Regions from separate parts of the Capra hircus genome. Here region 1 is linked to region 2. Evidence: chromatin contacts called from public Hi-C data. All regions are on one chromosome and are shown on one strand. The core of a region is the stretch at or near the end of the contact, and the rest is flanking DNA. Distances in the headings are between cores, read along the strand shown. Region 1 has its middle 71 kb from the start of SMOX. Region 2 overlaps SMOX (spermine oxidase).

Evidence for each region. A called contact is a pair of places that touch in the nucleus more often than the background predicts.
Region 1: a Hi-C map of blood shows a contact between it and region 2, with 4 times the contacts expected there. The contact joins two enhancer-like sites. A contact is called at or near these places in 2 of 5 Hi-C or Micro-C datasets (blood and liver).

Annotation. Positions count from the first base shown.
Region 1 is chr13:50,407,910-50,415,598 of ARS1.2, reverse strand. No RefSeq gene overlaps it. Among named protein-coding and RNA genes, the nearest start is that of SMOX, 71 kb to the right of the region's middle. Within about 2 kb of position 5,783, at least 1 of the 5 cell types and tissues checked has an H3K27ac peak or open chromatin away from gene starts, as enhancers often do.
Region 2 is chr13:50,303,112-50,310,958 of ARS1.2, reverse strand. It overlaps SMOX (spermine oxidase), which reads left to right. Exons shown (of 7, transcript XM_018057379.1): 4 at 823-996; 5 at 1,159-1,918; 6 at 2,591-2,751; 7 at 5,061-5,557. The coding sequence ends at 5,198. Among named protein-coding and RNA genes, the nearest start is that of SMOX, 34 kb to the left of the region's middle. Within about 2 kb of position 1,353, at least 1 of the 5 cell types and tissues checked has an H3K27ac peak or open chromatin away from gene starts, as enhancers often do.

The DNA.
Region 1 (7,689 bases), core at 4,534-7,033, 100 kb before region 2:
GAGAGTGAAAAAGTTGGCTTAAAACTCAACATTCAGAAAACGAAGATCATGGCATCTGGTCCCATCACTTCATGGCAAATAGATGCAGAAACAGTGGAAACAGTGTCAGACTTTATTTTGGGGGGCTCCAAAATCACTGCAGATGGTGATTACAGCCATGAAATTAAAAGATGCTTACTCCTTGGAAGGAAAGTTATGACCAACTTAGATAACATATTCAAAAGCAGAGACATTACTTTGCCAACAAAGGTCCATCTAGCCAAGGCTATGGTTTTTCCAGTGGTCATGTATGGATGTGAGAGTTGGACTGTGAAGAAAGCTGAGTGCTGAAGAATTGATGCTTTTGAACTGTGGTGTTGGAGAAGACTCTTGAGAGTCCTTTGGACTGCAAGGAGATCCAACCAGTCTATCGTAAAGGAGATCAGTCCTAGGTGTTCTTTGGAAGGACTGATGCTAAAGCTGAAACTCCAATACTTTGGTCACCTCATGTGAAGAGTTGACTCATTGGGAAAGACTCTGATGCTGGGAGGGATTAGGGGCAGGAGGAGAAGGGAACGACAGAGGATGAGATGGCTGGATGGCATCACCAACTCGATGGACATGAGTTTGGGTGAACTCTGGGAATTGGTGATGGACAAGGAGGCCTGGTGTGCTGCAGTTCATGGGGTCGCAAAGAGTCGGACACGACTGAGTGACTGAACTGAACTGAACTGAATGTGATGTTTCCATTCTAATTTTTATATTCCTTGTTGTGGCCTTTTCTATTTCTCTTAGAAAAGTCCCTTTATCATTTTTTGTAAAGCCAGGTTAATGATACTATTTTAGCTTTTGCTTATCCATAAAACTTTTTTCTTTTGTTCAAATCTGAATGATAGCCTTGCTTGTTAACAGTAATCTTAAGTGTAGGTGTTTTCCTTTCATTAATTTAAATATATAGTGTCACTACCTTCTGGGTTGCAGAGTTTGTGCTGAAAAGTCAGTTGATAGCCTTATCGAAGTTCTCTGGTATGTAACTAGTTTCCTTTCCCTTGCTGCTTTAAATATTTTCTCTTTACTTTGGTTTTTGCCATTTTAATTACAATGTGTTTTGGTGTGGTCCTCTTTGGGCTGATCCTGTTTGAGATTGTGTGTTTCCTGGGAATGTCTGTTTCCTTTCCCTGTTTAGTGACATTTTCAGGTATTATGTTCTTAAATTTTTCTTCTCTGCTACTTTCTCTTCTCCTATGATGAGAATGTTAGTATGCTGGATGTTGTCCTGGAGGTCTCTTAAAATGTTCTCACTTTAGGGCTTCCCTGGTGGCTCAGTGGAAAAGCATCCACCTGCCAATGCAAGAGACACAGGTTCAATCCCTGGTCTGGGAAGACTCTACAAGCCCCAGAGCAACTAAGACTGTGCATCACAACTCCTGACTGTGCTCTGGAGTCTGGGAGCCACAACTGCTGAGCCCGTGTGCTACCTGAGAGCCGGTCCTCTGCAACAAGAGAGGCCATCGCAGTGAGAAGCCTGCACACAACTGGAGAGTAGCCCCTACTCACTGCAACTGGAGAGAAGCCCCCGCAGCAACGAAGACCCAACACAGCGGAAAATAAATGAATAAAATTATTTTAAAAGTCCTCATTAAAAATTTTCTTTTTTCTTTTTTATTTTTTTTCTGTTTAGCTTGAGTGATTTTCACTGTATTGTCTTCCAGCTCACTGATCTATTCCGCTGTATTATCTAGTATATTGTTGATTTCTTCTAGTGTATTTATTTCAATTATTGTATTATTCAGCTCTGTTTTTTTAAATATATTTTCTAAGTCTTTGTTAAACTTCTTATTTTGTGTTCATCCTTTCTTCTATTGAGTTCTTTAAATATCTTTATGGTTGCTGCCCTGAAATCTTTATTGGATAGATCACTACTTCCACCTCACTTAATTCTTCTGGTGTTTTATCTTTTTCTTTCATTCGGAACACATTTTGCCTAATTTCACCTCATTTTGCCTAATTTTCAGTTTTTATTTCTATACATTAAGTAGGTTGGTTATGTTTCCTGATTTTAGAGAAGTTACCTTGTGTAAGAGACATCCTAGAGGCCCCAGTAGCCCACTCCCCTCTGCTTACCAGAGCTATAGTCTCCATGACTGCCCTCAATGTGGGCTGTGTGGGCCCTGTATTATGATGGGGCCAACTACTGTGAGCATACTAGTAAGTATGGCTGGCCCTCATCTCAGTCATTTGCTAGACCCTGCCTGGTGTAGAGGCCGCCAGCTGCTAATGGGTGGGACCGGGTACTTGTGTGACTGGCTGTATGACCCAGGGAATCCCAATCCTGACCTGCTGGTGGGCAGAGCCCAGTCACATGGTGGCTGATTGCAGGGGGTGGAGGTCGGGGGCGGGGGGTGGTGGTGGTGGTGGTGGTGGGTGGGCAGGAGGTCCTGGGACTAGTCTCAGCCTACCAGTTCAGTTCAGTTCAGTTCAGTCACTCAGTCATGTCCGACTCTTTGTGACCCCATGAATCACAGCATGCCAGGCCTCCCTGTCCATCACCAACTCCTGGAGTTCACTCAGACTCACGTCCATCGAGTCAGTGATGCCATCCAGCCATCTCATCCTCTGTCGTCCCCTTCTCCTCCTGCCCCCAATCCCTCCCAGCATCAAAGTCTTTTCCAATGAGTCAACTCTTCCCATGAGGTGGCCAAAGTACTGGAGTTTCAGCTTTAGCATCATTCCTTCCAAAGAAATCCCAGGGCTGATCTCCTTCAGAATGGACTGGTTGGATCTCCTTGCAGTCCAAGGGACCTTCAAGAGTCTTCTCCAACACCACAGTTCCAAAGCATCAATTCTTCAGCACTCAGCCTTCTTCACAGTCCAACTCTCACATCCATACATGACTACTGGGAAAACCATAGCCTTGACTAGACTGACCTTAGTTGGCAAAGTAATGTCTCTGCTTTTGAATATGCTATCTAGGTTGGTCATAACTTTTCTTCCAAGGAGTAAGCATCTTTTAATTTCATGGCTGCAGTCACCATCTGCAGTGGTGGAGTCAAACCCTAGGGTCTCTGGTGGGCAGGCAAGGTTCCAGGATTCCTGTGGGGCACAAGGGTGTTTATGGCAGCTGGCCCAGGTGGCGCTAGTGGTAAAGAACCCACCTGCCAATGCAGGAGACATAAGAGATGTGGGTTCAATCCCTGGGTCAGGAAGATCCTCGCATGGCAACCCACTCTACTATTCTTGCCTAGAGAAACCCACGGACAGAGGAGCCTGGTGGGCTATAGTCCATAGAGTTGCAAAGAGTCAAATACAACTGAAACGACTTAGCATGGCCTGCTGATGAGTTTGGCTGTGTCCCATACAGCTAGCTGCTTGGCCTGGAGGGTACCAGGACTGGTGCTTACTGGCTTATGGCCAAGGCCTGGTCTCAGCCCTAATAAGCTGGAGGAATAACTCCAAAATGCTGCTTGCCAGTACCAGTGTCTTTGAGGTAGGAAGAGCTCCCCCAAATTGCTGTCATCAGCATCTATGTTCCTAGGGTATGCTTCATTTCCTCCCTGCCTCTCTGAGAGTCTCTCCCAGATCAGCAAGTGGGTCTGATCTAGTTTCTTTTGAAATTACTGCTTCTGCTCTGGGTCTCATAGCATGTAAAATTTTGTGTGCGCCTTTTAAGTTGCTCATAAGAACTGGCAATTCAGCAACCTGAGTAGCCATGGTGGTCTTAGATTGCAGAATCCGAGACATGTAAGATGGGCTGAAACACCTCTGCAGTGACTCCTGGAGGAGTTATGCTCACAAGCAGCATATGGGCCCACTACACAATTTCACTAATGATTTTATTCTTGACAAGTTCAACTTAAAATGGGCAACAGAATCTCAAAAATAGAAGAAAAGGGTTGTCAGAAAGCCAACTTCTGACTAACACTCCAGTCAGATTCATGTACAATATGTACAGACCTCATACTTGCAAGTCTCTAGTTAATTGGGGAATGTATACTAAAGGAGATATTAACTTAAAATGGCCACATTTAGATTATTTTGATATTCCAAAATTTATATTTTTGTCCACACAAGTAGAAAAAGCTGGCTGTGCTTTCTTTGATTGGTATCTAGAAGCTTCTAAAAGAAGAAATGCTAGAATAACTTCTTTGCACTGTATAATTGTAAGAGATCTGATTTCGGTATTGACCATCTGGTGATGTCCATGTGTAGAGTCATCTCTTGTGTTTTTGGAAGAGGGTGTTTGCTATGACCAGTGCATCCTCTTGGCAAAACTCTGTTAGCCTTTTCTGATATGGTTTCAAGCAATAAGAAATTGCTTGAAACCATATCAGAACTAAAAAAGGTTGCTAACACTGTGTTGGCTATGACTAGTGTGTTCTCTTGGCAAAACTCTCTTAGCCTTTTCTGATATAGTTTCAAGCAATATCAGGACTGAAAAAGGCTGCTAACACTAACTCTGCCAGCTCCCAGGTCTAGTGGAGCTGGGAAGTCACTTTTGGTATTTATGCTATTTGGCTTTTGATTTCTGGGCATCACTTTGCCATCTTTTGGGGGTACTCTTGCCACTTGGCTTTTGATTTCTGGGCATCTCTTTACCTTTTGTTTTATTTGGAGTGTGACTCCCGGCTGGTGAGGTTCTGGTTTTGTTTTGTTTTGTTGGTTTGAGCACACAGGTATCTGGTTCAAACTGCTCAAGCTAACATGGGAAGTGCTTCCTCTGAGTTTCCACACCCCACCTGGAAACTCTTTGGAAAAATTTTTAAATGACTGGTCAGCCTATATGTATGATCCAAGGATAAGAAAAAATGGCCTAAAAAATTAGCTCTTTATTGACATAGTATAAGAAAATGGACCAAAGTTCCTTTATGTCTAGGAGTTTCTCTTATAATCAACAGCCTGGGGTTGATTAAACTAAGTCCCCCCACCCCCACTTCCCCAGAGGGACAATCCCTGCTGGGACCAATCTGCCTTGTTAGCAGGGTCAATTTGAGCACTATCTGGTCTAAATTTTGACTACTAAGACTGTGGTTGCAATCAGTCAGGGTCTAGGGTCGCAAAGAGTCAGACATGATTGAGCAACTAAGCACAGCACTCTGTTTCCTATTGCTCTCTGGCCCCATTGACCTTCAAAGCAAAATGTTCTGTAGGCTCTTTTCCTGATGCAGGATCCCTAGGCTGGGGAGCCTAGAGTGGGCCTTGGACCCCTCACTCCTTAATGAGAATCATTGCAACTGTGATTATCCTTCTGTTTGTGGACTGCCTTTCTGGAGATGTGAGTCTTGAGAAAACTGTCTCCATACCTCCTACTTGACTCATTGTGGCACCTTCTTTATGTCTTCAGTTGTAGAAGATATTTTCTTCTAATCTCTGGGTCATTCTCATTAATAGTGCTGTGTAAATAGTTGTCACTTCAGTGTGTCCAGGGAAGGGGGTGAGCTCAGCATCTTCCTACTTTGCCCCTTGGCCTCTTCTCTTGGCTTTTTTACCCTGAGGAGGAGCTGTGCATGTTGTCTAGGCTGTGGGGCCCACAGCTGCCCTTTTGGTGGCTGGCACAGCTTCCCTCCCCTGATGTCTCATTCTCCAAGTCTTGGTCAGGCAGCAAATGCACATCTTATGATCATGTCCCTCTGGTTTCCAGGTCCCAGATGGTGAGGGAAAGGAATGAGGGCTCACTAGTTGTCTCACTTTGCCTTCTTTTCTGCTGCATCTTCATCAGGAAAACTTTAAATGAGGGCTGGGCTGTATGATGCCCTTCAGCTTCCAAGAAGATCCATGCCAGAACCCCAGCTCCCCTGCTCTTCAAAGCTATTTTTGTATGTTGTAAACAGATTCCAAGAGTATCAAGTTGTGGGACAACCTGCCTCAAGCCTCCTTGGTCTGGTCTAAACTTCGCTCTTTGCCTCATCCACTCTACATGTTATCTGCAGCCTGTAGATTCTATCATGGGGATTACCACCAGCCCCCTGCCCATTCAAATTGTGTACTATTAGGACTCTCACAAGTGTCTGTGTCTGCAGTTCCAGGCATTTGCAGAATAGTGGAAGCTCTAGGGCTCCCCCACTGCTGTCTCCCTCTCTTTTCAAGGCCTCATACCCCTTATTAAGTCTTCTCCAGAACCGCCCTTTGGATACAATCTCTCAGCAATTGTAACTGGTGCCCACCCACATTACTGGACAGCTTTAATATATCAGAAGGGCACAAGGTTCCCATATTCTGAATTGATGATGGGGATTTATTCCCCCAACATGTTCTTAAGTGGTTTGACAGATAGCCCAGGATGAGCTGCTTGTATGGTGTAGGCACCTGGAGGAGGTGGGGTGGGTGTGGGTGGGGAGACAGCTCTTTGCATCACGGGTGGTAGGGGGGGTGGGTCATCATGCATCAGGCCCATCTGCTTTGCTTGTAGCCCTTTCCTAATCCTCAGGAAAGAAGACATGGGGCAGACTCTCTCCAGATCTTGGAGAGAGTTTCACTTCTTTTTCTCTTCCCTCCCTCCTTCCTTCCCTCTCTCATGTCTTCACCTTGACCCATGCACCTGATTCAAAAAGCCTCTGACCCCTGTTTTGGCCATGGAAATAGTTTACAATAGGAAAGGAAAACTATCTGTCTCCATCAGACCTAGGTGTCTGCCACAGAATGAAATACAGTGAAGACATGAAGATTATTGGTCTGTTGATGGGGTTTTACCATAATGTTGTCTTTTTTTTTTTTTTTTTTTTTTTTTTTTTTACTGTCTTCTTGGGCATCATTATGGACAGGAGGCAAAACAGAGATTCTGAGTCAGCCCTCTACCCACAACGCTGTCTGCCAGGGGCCTTTATTTTGATGGAATGAAATGTTTTCTGTCCTTGGGGGATCTGCACAGACTGAGTCTTATTATAGAGCCTTGAACTTCTCAGTTCAGTTCAGTTCAGTTCAGTCGCTCAGTCGTGTCTGACTCTTTGCGACCCCATGAATTGCAGCACGCCAGGCCTCCCTGTCCATCACCATCTCCTGGAGTTCACTCAGACTCACGTCCATCGAGTCAGTGATGCCATCCAGCCATCTCATCCTGGGTTGTCCCCTTCTCCTCCTGCCCCCAATCTCTCCCAGCATCAGAGTCTTTACCAATGAGTCAACTCTTCTCATGAGGTGTCCAAAGTACTGGAGCTTCAGCTTTAGCATCATTCCTTCCAAAGAAATCCCAGGGTTGATCTCCTTCAGAATGGACTGGTTGGATCTCCTTGCAGTCCAAGGGACCTTCAAGAGTCTTCTCCAACACCACAGTTCAAATGCATCAATTCTCGAACTTCTCAGGGGCCCAATATTGAGTTTTGGGTAGAGATGAGCAAAGAGCACCATGTCAGAGAAGTAGTGGGATCAATGAGTCACAGAAGCTTCAGAAGGGCACATGGTAAGGCCATGAGAATGGGCAAGAGAGCACGAGATCTCCCAGATGCTGGGGTCTAGCATCTCATAAATGGTGCTTTAAGGGTTAAGATCACTTCTGAGACTAAGAAACCCAAGCTCAGAAGGGTTTTTGAGGGAGGCCAGAGGGAGCATCTGGAGAAGGCAATGGCTACCCACTCCAATACTTTTGTCTGGAGAATCCCATGGACGGAGGAGCCTGGTAGGCTGCAGTCCATGGGGTCGTGAAGAGTCGGACACAGCTGAACGACTTCACTTTCACTTTTCACTTTCATGCATTGGAGAAGGAAATGGCAACCCACT
Region 2 (7,847 bases), core at 104-2,603:
CAAGGGGAAAAATCTAAGGGGGAGGAGGCAAGTTGAAAGCCTGACTCCTTGGCAATGGTACTAGGTGAGGAATTTGCTGAGGACTTCAGTTAAAGCCAAAAACCCAGCATCTTGTGACTGTTGGGAGAAGAAAAAGGAATAATTTAACTTGCGTTCTTCTTTATATTCAGAGAAATGTTTAATTTATGTTTCTGTCTTAAGTAGAGGCTTTTCCCTTGAGGGAGTAGTGGGGGTTGGGCCATACCACCTTTCTTCCTCAGCAGTCCTAGAGCTGGGTTGCAGGGTAGACACATTGCTGTCAATGTATGGGCCCCTTTTGCTCTTTCCCCTGCAAAACACCAGCCAGGACACAGCTCTATGCTGCCCTCCTGGGAGAGGGTGAAGCAGATACACTTGGACAGGAATGTCAGGGGAGAGTCTGTGCATTTGGTTCTTGAAAAAGGGTTATCTGTGTAGACGTTGGTTCTTTAGTGGGCGGTATGCTTGGCTATGTAGAGCACTTGAAAGGGCAGTTCCTTTCCCACACACTGTACAGGCACCAGACATTTCACTTTGTTCTAAGCAGGGGTTCAGTAAGAGTTTCTGGGGCCCATCCCACCTCCTGTGTCTGGAGGCAAGGAAGCTGACTGCCCAGGTTCAGGTTGCCATCCCCAAACCTCCATTTTGTTGGTGCAGCCTCAGTACAAAACTGAGTACCACATTAATTCACCAAGGAAGAGGTGCCATGTGCCCAGCATATCCGGGAACACTTTGGAGATGGTGAGCCTGAGATGGAGATGGGATGAGTGAATGTGTTTTCAGTCTCCTGGGATCTCTTTGCAGGTCTATAACTTGACCCAGGAGTTCTTCCGGCATGGTAAACCAGTTAACGCTGAGAGTCAGAACAGCGTGGGGGTGTTCACCCGAGAGGAGGTGCGCAACCGCATCAGGGATGACCCTGATGATCCAGAGGCCACCAAGCGCCTGAAACTCGCCATGATCCAACAGTACCTGAAGGTATCTTTGCCATCTCGGAGCTCTGTTGAGTACAAATGCCAGAATGAGAAAGACTGACCCTGGGGAAGTTGGGTCCGAGGAGGGCAGCACTGCCCTAAAGTCCTGCTTCTATCCCTGCCCAGCCTTGGCGGTCACCTGGCTCCCCTCTGGCTCTTCCCACAGGTGGAAAGCTGTGAGAGTAGCTCGCACAGCATGGATGAGGTGTCCCTGAGCGCCTTTGGGGAATGGACTGAGATTCCTGGTGCCCACCACGTCATCCCCTCGGGCTTCATGCGGGTTGTGGAGCTGCTGGCTGAGGGCCTCCCAGCCCACGTCATCCAGCTGGGGAAACCCGTCCGTTGTGTTCACTGGGACCAGGCCTCATCCCGCCCGCGGGGCCCTGAGATTGAGCCCCGGGATGAGGGTGACCATAATCATGATGCCGGGGAGGGCAGTCAGGGTGGAGAGGAGCCCCGGGAGGAGAGGCAGGATGAGGATGAGCAGTGGCCAGTGGTGGTGGAGTGCGAGGACTGCGAGGTGATCCCGGCAGACCATGTGATCGTGACCGTGTCACTGGGCGTGCTCAAGAGGCAGCATGCCAGCTTCTTTCGGCCAGGCCTGCCCGCCGAGAAGGTGGCTGCCATCCACCGACTGGGCATCGGCACCACTGACAAGATCTTTCTAGAATTCGAGGAGCCCTTCTGGGGCCCTGAGTGCAACAGCCTACGGTTTGTGTGGGAGGACGAGGCGGAGAGCTGCACGCTCACCTACCCGCCCGAGCTTTGGTACCGCAAGATCTGTGGCTTTGATGTCCTCTACCCTCCTGAGCGCTATGGCCATGTGCTGAGTGGCTGGATCTGTGGGGAGGAGGCCCTTGTCATGGAGAAGTGTGATGACGAGGCAGTGGCCGAGATCTGCACAGAGATGCTTCGGCAGTTCACAGGTGCGTCCCTGTCTTGTCCTGCCGCCGGCTCAACAGGTCTCGCTCTGTCTGTCCTCCTCCTCTAGACCCTCTGAGTCTCCTGAACCAGTACTAGCATCCTCATCCCCAGGTTGTGAAACTGAGGTGGTACACCCCTTGGGAGAGATACTGTAGGGCACTGTGTCTTGGCTTTGGCCTCCTAAATTGCAAGCTCTCTCCATTTGGAATTTGAGACACTCAAGATCACAGGGTCTGTGTTTCTTCTCTGTTTCTAAGGCTGATGGTGAAAAACTCAGATATCACCCCAAAACCTCAGATTGCCCACTTCCTACTCATGTTGTCTTGCTAAGAGATGGATTTGTGGTGGTTTTGTCTGATTTTTAGTCGAACATGTTTCCTGCACTATCCGAGAAGAGCCCCACAAGAACGCCTGAAGTTGGAAGGGGGAACGTGATTATCTGGGATGTTTTTCAGATAGGAAAATTAAGGCCCACAGAGAGGAGGTGTTTTCTGGGGATTACAAGGAGACATTGAGGGGTATATACCTTGAACCCCAGCCTCCCTCCCTCCCTTCTTCATGCCTGGCCTTCCTGGAGCCCCCGAGGTACAATGGGAGTTGTCTGCTCAGGAGTGTCTTCTGTGTGCAGCCATTTCTTATCCTCCTTCCCCTTGGCTCTTCTCACTCCCCAACAGGGAACCCCAATATCCCAAAGCCTCGGCGAATCCTGCGCTCGGCCTGGGGCAGCAACCCCTACTTCCGGGGATCCTATTCATACACACAGGTGGGCTCAAGTGGGGCAGATGTGGAGAAGCTGGCCAAGCCCCTGCCGTACACGGAGAGCTCCAAGACAGCGGTGAGTGTGGGTGTGCTGGGTATGTGAGGGGCTGCGGGGTGAGGGTTCTTTGAGGGGTGGGTGTTTTGTATGTGTGTTTGGTCCAGGGGAGGAGTGCCAAGGTAAGATAGGTGGAGTAGGACCTGTAATGATGGAGAAAACAAGAAAAAGTGCACTTAACACCTGGAAGAACAAACAGAGTCAAACTAGGATATCTTAAATGCTTTCTTACAGTTATAAAAATAACAGACTTTTAATTCTGTGCTGTCCACTGTGGTAGCCGTTAGCCACATTTAATTTAATTCAAATCCAAAGTAATAAATACAACATTTTGTTCCTCAGTTGCATTAGCCAGCATTCTGTCTGTTGGGCAGCACTGACCCGGTACGTTTTGCTTATTTCCCCCAATTTGTTTTAGGAAATAAAACAAAATACTGACCTTCCCCCAAATTATAGTAACTATATAGTAAAGCACATAGAAAAATAATAAATTGAAATTATCTATATATATTTCTGCTCCTATAAAGTAGATTTTGAGTCCCCCCCACCAAGCATACCCATACAATAAATGTTAAAACCCCAACAAAATTATATTTAAAATAATTCTCTGGTGTAATTGATGAGGAAGATTGCAGAGCAATGTGTTGTGCCTGTCCTGGCTGTGCTTAGGAAGGGCTACTGCTATAGCCATCCTCCTTCTCTTGTCCCCTGCATCAGTTAGGATTAGCGCATATAACAAAAAGCAAAACAAACTTTGATTTAAACAAGACAGAAATTTACTTAGGTCACACAAAAGGAAATCTGGAGGTAGATGTTGGGGCCCAGTATCAGTAGATCCTGGCTCCATCTTCCAGGCCACCTTGTGACCCAAGAGGGCTGTGGAGGCTGTTGCTCTCGTTCTCCTGTCTGTGACAGGCTGATGAGTGAAAGAAGGGAACCCTTGGGAAGAGTCAGTGTCCCTAAGCAACAATGCACTTGAAGTTGATTGGCTAGAATGTAGTCACATGACTCTACCAGCTGCTAGAGAGACTGGGATACATCTTTTTTTTTCCCCCTGGATGGCAGTGGTGGTGGCTTGGTCGCTAAGTCATGTCCAACTCTTGCGACCCCATGTAGTCTGCCAGGCTCTTCTGTCCATGGACCCAGTTAAATGTCAGGATTTTTGTTACTGAGGAGAAAGAGAAAGGATGTGGAGCAGGCGGCTTGCCCTCTGCCACAATATGTGCCTCCCTTTCAGCTTAACCACTTCTGCAGGCTCTTTATTGGTGGGTTAAAACCTCACTACTCAAGATGGGTGGTCCATGGACCAGCAGCACTGGCACCATGTGGGAGCATATTAGACATGCAGACTTGCAGCTCACCCCAGACCTGATGAATGAAAACCTCATTCTACAAGGTCCCCAACTGGTACCTGACACATTCAGCTTGAGGTATATTGGAGTAAAATCCAAATGCAAGCTTGGAATGCAAGCATTTGTTCTATGCTTGGACCCCACCTAAACAGCCTGCTTTCTTGATGTTAAGCTTGGCTCTGCCAAAATTTTCACCATCTCCTAGACAAGGCCTAGGAGATGCATTTTTGCCCCCATTTTTCCTTCTTCCTGAAACATCCTTTGCCTGTTTATTTATCCAGCATCTTCTGAGAAGAAGCCCAAAGGTCCTGTCCTCTGGGAAGCTTTGTGTGATCTCCCTGACAGAGGGCCTCTTTTCTGGGCTCTCAGCACCTCGCCCAAACACCCATCGCGTCACGTATGATGCCATTTAGTAATTGGGTTTCGTGTCTGGCTTCCCCACCAGCAAGGAAGCTCCTCAAAGCAGCTGCCTGGTCACCTTTTATCTTCCAAGTGCCCAGAACAGTCCCTGGAACCTAATAGGGGCTCCATAAAGGTTTGTTAAATTACTGCCTAACTTTATCGAGTTCTTATATTCTTTCAGGTTCTGAGTCCTTTAGATACATCATTTCACTTAATCCTCACAGTCACCCTCAGAAGTAGATGGTATAAACTCATTTTGGAGATGAAGAAATCAAAGCTTAGGGAGGTTAAATCATTCCCCAAGTTCACTAGTAAGAGGCAGTGTGAATTTCTGAAACTGTAGAGCCAGGACTCACAAAAACCTCAGAGGAAAAAGGACTGAGGCCGGATGTTTGGGGAAGAAGCAGGGGAAGATGGGCAGGTGGGATGGACAGCTCCTCATCCTGTGGAAATAGCAATACCTGCATCTCAGATGCCCGCCTATTCCTTTCTAACTTGTAGTATGGATGGGGATTCTGGGGCAGACAGGTAGCTTTTCTTGCTCCTCCATCTTCACTTCCCTGTCCCCCTGCCCAGCCTATGCAGGTGCTGTTCTCAGGTGAGGCCACGCATCGCAAGTACTATTCCACCACCCATGGTGCTCTGCTCTCTGGCCAGCGTGAGGCTGCCCGTCTCATTGAGATGTACCGAGACCTCTTCCAGCAGGGGACCTGAGTGCCTCATTGCTGCCGAGCGTGTTCCTTAAAGAACCACTAACTCGTGACTGCCAGCCCTGCCCCTCGCTGCTGTGTACTCCTCATTTCTGAATCCTCTGTAGAATGGATTTGTATCTTTTGTAGAGCTAGACATCTGACTGGCTTCAGACCTGGCCCTATAGCTTCTTCTTTTCTCCTTCCTGGGTGGCGACCAGGGTGGGGTCCGTTGACTTACCTCTGTGCTCTGATCTCTGACCTCCCTCTGCTTCCCCTCATCTCTAACCTTGTTATTGTAAGTGCCTTCAATACTTTGCATTTTGGGATAATAAAAGAGGCTTGCCCTTCCTGTGCTCCTCAGCTTCTCTCTTCCATTTTTCTTAGCCTCGTGTGTGTGCGTGTGTGTGCATGTGTGTGTATGTATGTCTTTGTGTGTTTGTCATATCTTCTTCGAGGGGATAATGGGGCCAGCTGTGGTCTGATTATACCCCTAGAAAGGAAGATGCCTGCCTTTAGTGGAAGGGGCATCCTCTCACCCCAATCTGTTTGTGATTGTTTCCCTTCCTGCCAGTGAGACTCCTTAGGAGTAAGAGCCCCTCATTACCCAGCCCCAACTCCTTCAAGATAGGCCTGGGTCTGCCTGCTGGCCTTTTGTTGGACTTCTCAGAGCCTGACTGGGTAACATAGCCACATGGAGTGAAGGTGAGTTTTATGGGAGGGGACACCTGTTGTGGCTCCATGCCAAGCTCAGATGTGTTAATTATTAATCAATGTCATCTGGCCAGAAGGCCCTGGTTCTGCCCTTGGGATGCTCCAGTTGACTTCTGGGAAGCTTTTTCCCAGAAAAAGTTCTGGGAAGTACAGAAGTACAGCCATTTTGGTGGGTGAAAACACACACACACACATATACACCCCTTATATATCCACACACACATATATCACTCCTACACAGATACACTACCCTACACCCTCACACCTATACACAAGTACAACTATACACACGTGCATAAAACCTTAAAGAACATCTAGTCATTTTCTTACTCCAGATTTCTAGTGACAGAATTCGAATTCTACAGAGTTGAGGGGTTGGGTGGTGGAGGATGTGATGAAAAGCCGGGTGTACCCCCTGGTTTAACTGTGTGAGTTTAGGTTGGGTTAGCTCTTCAGAAGCTTAGGGCACTGCCTTTCATATGACTCTATATCCTTTATTCCCTTATCTTAGGCTGTGATGAAGATGTCCAACACATGGATATGCCTCTACACTCCTCCCTGTACCTGTCTGCACACCCCTACATGCACACTCACCTACATGCACATACACGCTGCCACCACCCCCCACCCCACCACACACACCTACATGCACATGTCAAAGAGGTATCCTTGTTTTGTGAAGGTTGACCTACCTGACATCCCTCATGGAGTTTATGTTAGGGATTCATATTCACCTCATGGGTAACTTGAAAAATTGTAAGTATATGTATTAAACTATTTTTTGAATAGAGGATCTATCACTGTAGTTCATGCTCAAAAGTCATAAAAGGATACACTGAACAACCTCCTCCCACAGCTGTCCCCAGTACCACTGCCACTCCCAATGGCAGGATTATTATATTGTATATATTAGTATATTGTGTATCTATTTCTAGATATGTTATTATAAATATATACCCTTCTCTCTTTTTATGTGAAAGTGACAAAGTATCCATCCTGTTCTGCATTTTGCTTGTTTTAGTTAACATAATGTGTCTTAGAGATCTTACCATAATGGTACTTAAATGGACAATGTAAATTTGGATCTTACTTTGGTCGAAGAGTGTCTGTCTCCTTCCTGGCTAGAGTTGTGTTGCAGGAAGCACCTCCTATTAACTTCACCTTTGGAGGCACTGATCCAGTCTTGACCCCTCCCCATGTCCTGGATTTTCCCCACTAACTGTGCTGGGATGGACAGAAGTGGCCCATCACATAAGTATGAAGGATGAAAATAATATGTAGAATTTCCAGGTCACAACTGTAGGAATTTAAAGAACTCTAGGAGGGTGAAGTTTATTTGGTGATTGCAAGTTGGAGAGCTTCAGATGTGGGCAAGTCAGGAAGGTAGTCTGACTTGCCCACACTTAAGGGCTAGACATAGAGTCTCTTAATTTAACATGGATGACACCTCAGACTAGGGAGGGTGATTCATCCTAGTGAGGAAGCAAAACCTCCAGAGGGTTATGTAATGCAAGTAAAGCACCTAAGTTCACTCAGATAGGTGGTGTGAGACTTAACCCAAGGTCTTTTGGTGCTACATGCATGCTAAGTCGCTTCAGTCATGTCTGACTCTTTGCAACCCTACGGACTGTAGCCTGCCAGGCTTCTCTGTCCATGAAATTCTCCAGGCAAGAATACTAGAATGGGTTGCCATTTCCTTCTCCAGAAAATCTTCCCAACTTAGGGATTGAACCTGCGTCTCACTGGCAGGCAGGTTCTTTACCACTAACTCTACCTGGGAAGCCCTGATGCTACAGTGAAGGATTATTCTAGTTATTGTGTGATAAAAAGAAGAGGCTGATGCCATTTAAAAAAAATCTCAGGCCATTATAGACAGGATGCAACTGGGCGCAAGCACACTAGGAGACTCTGTGGCTGATTCTACTAAAACTGGCCTTGTGCCTGGCAGCATTTCCACTCT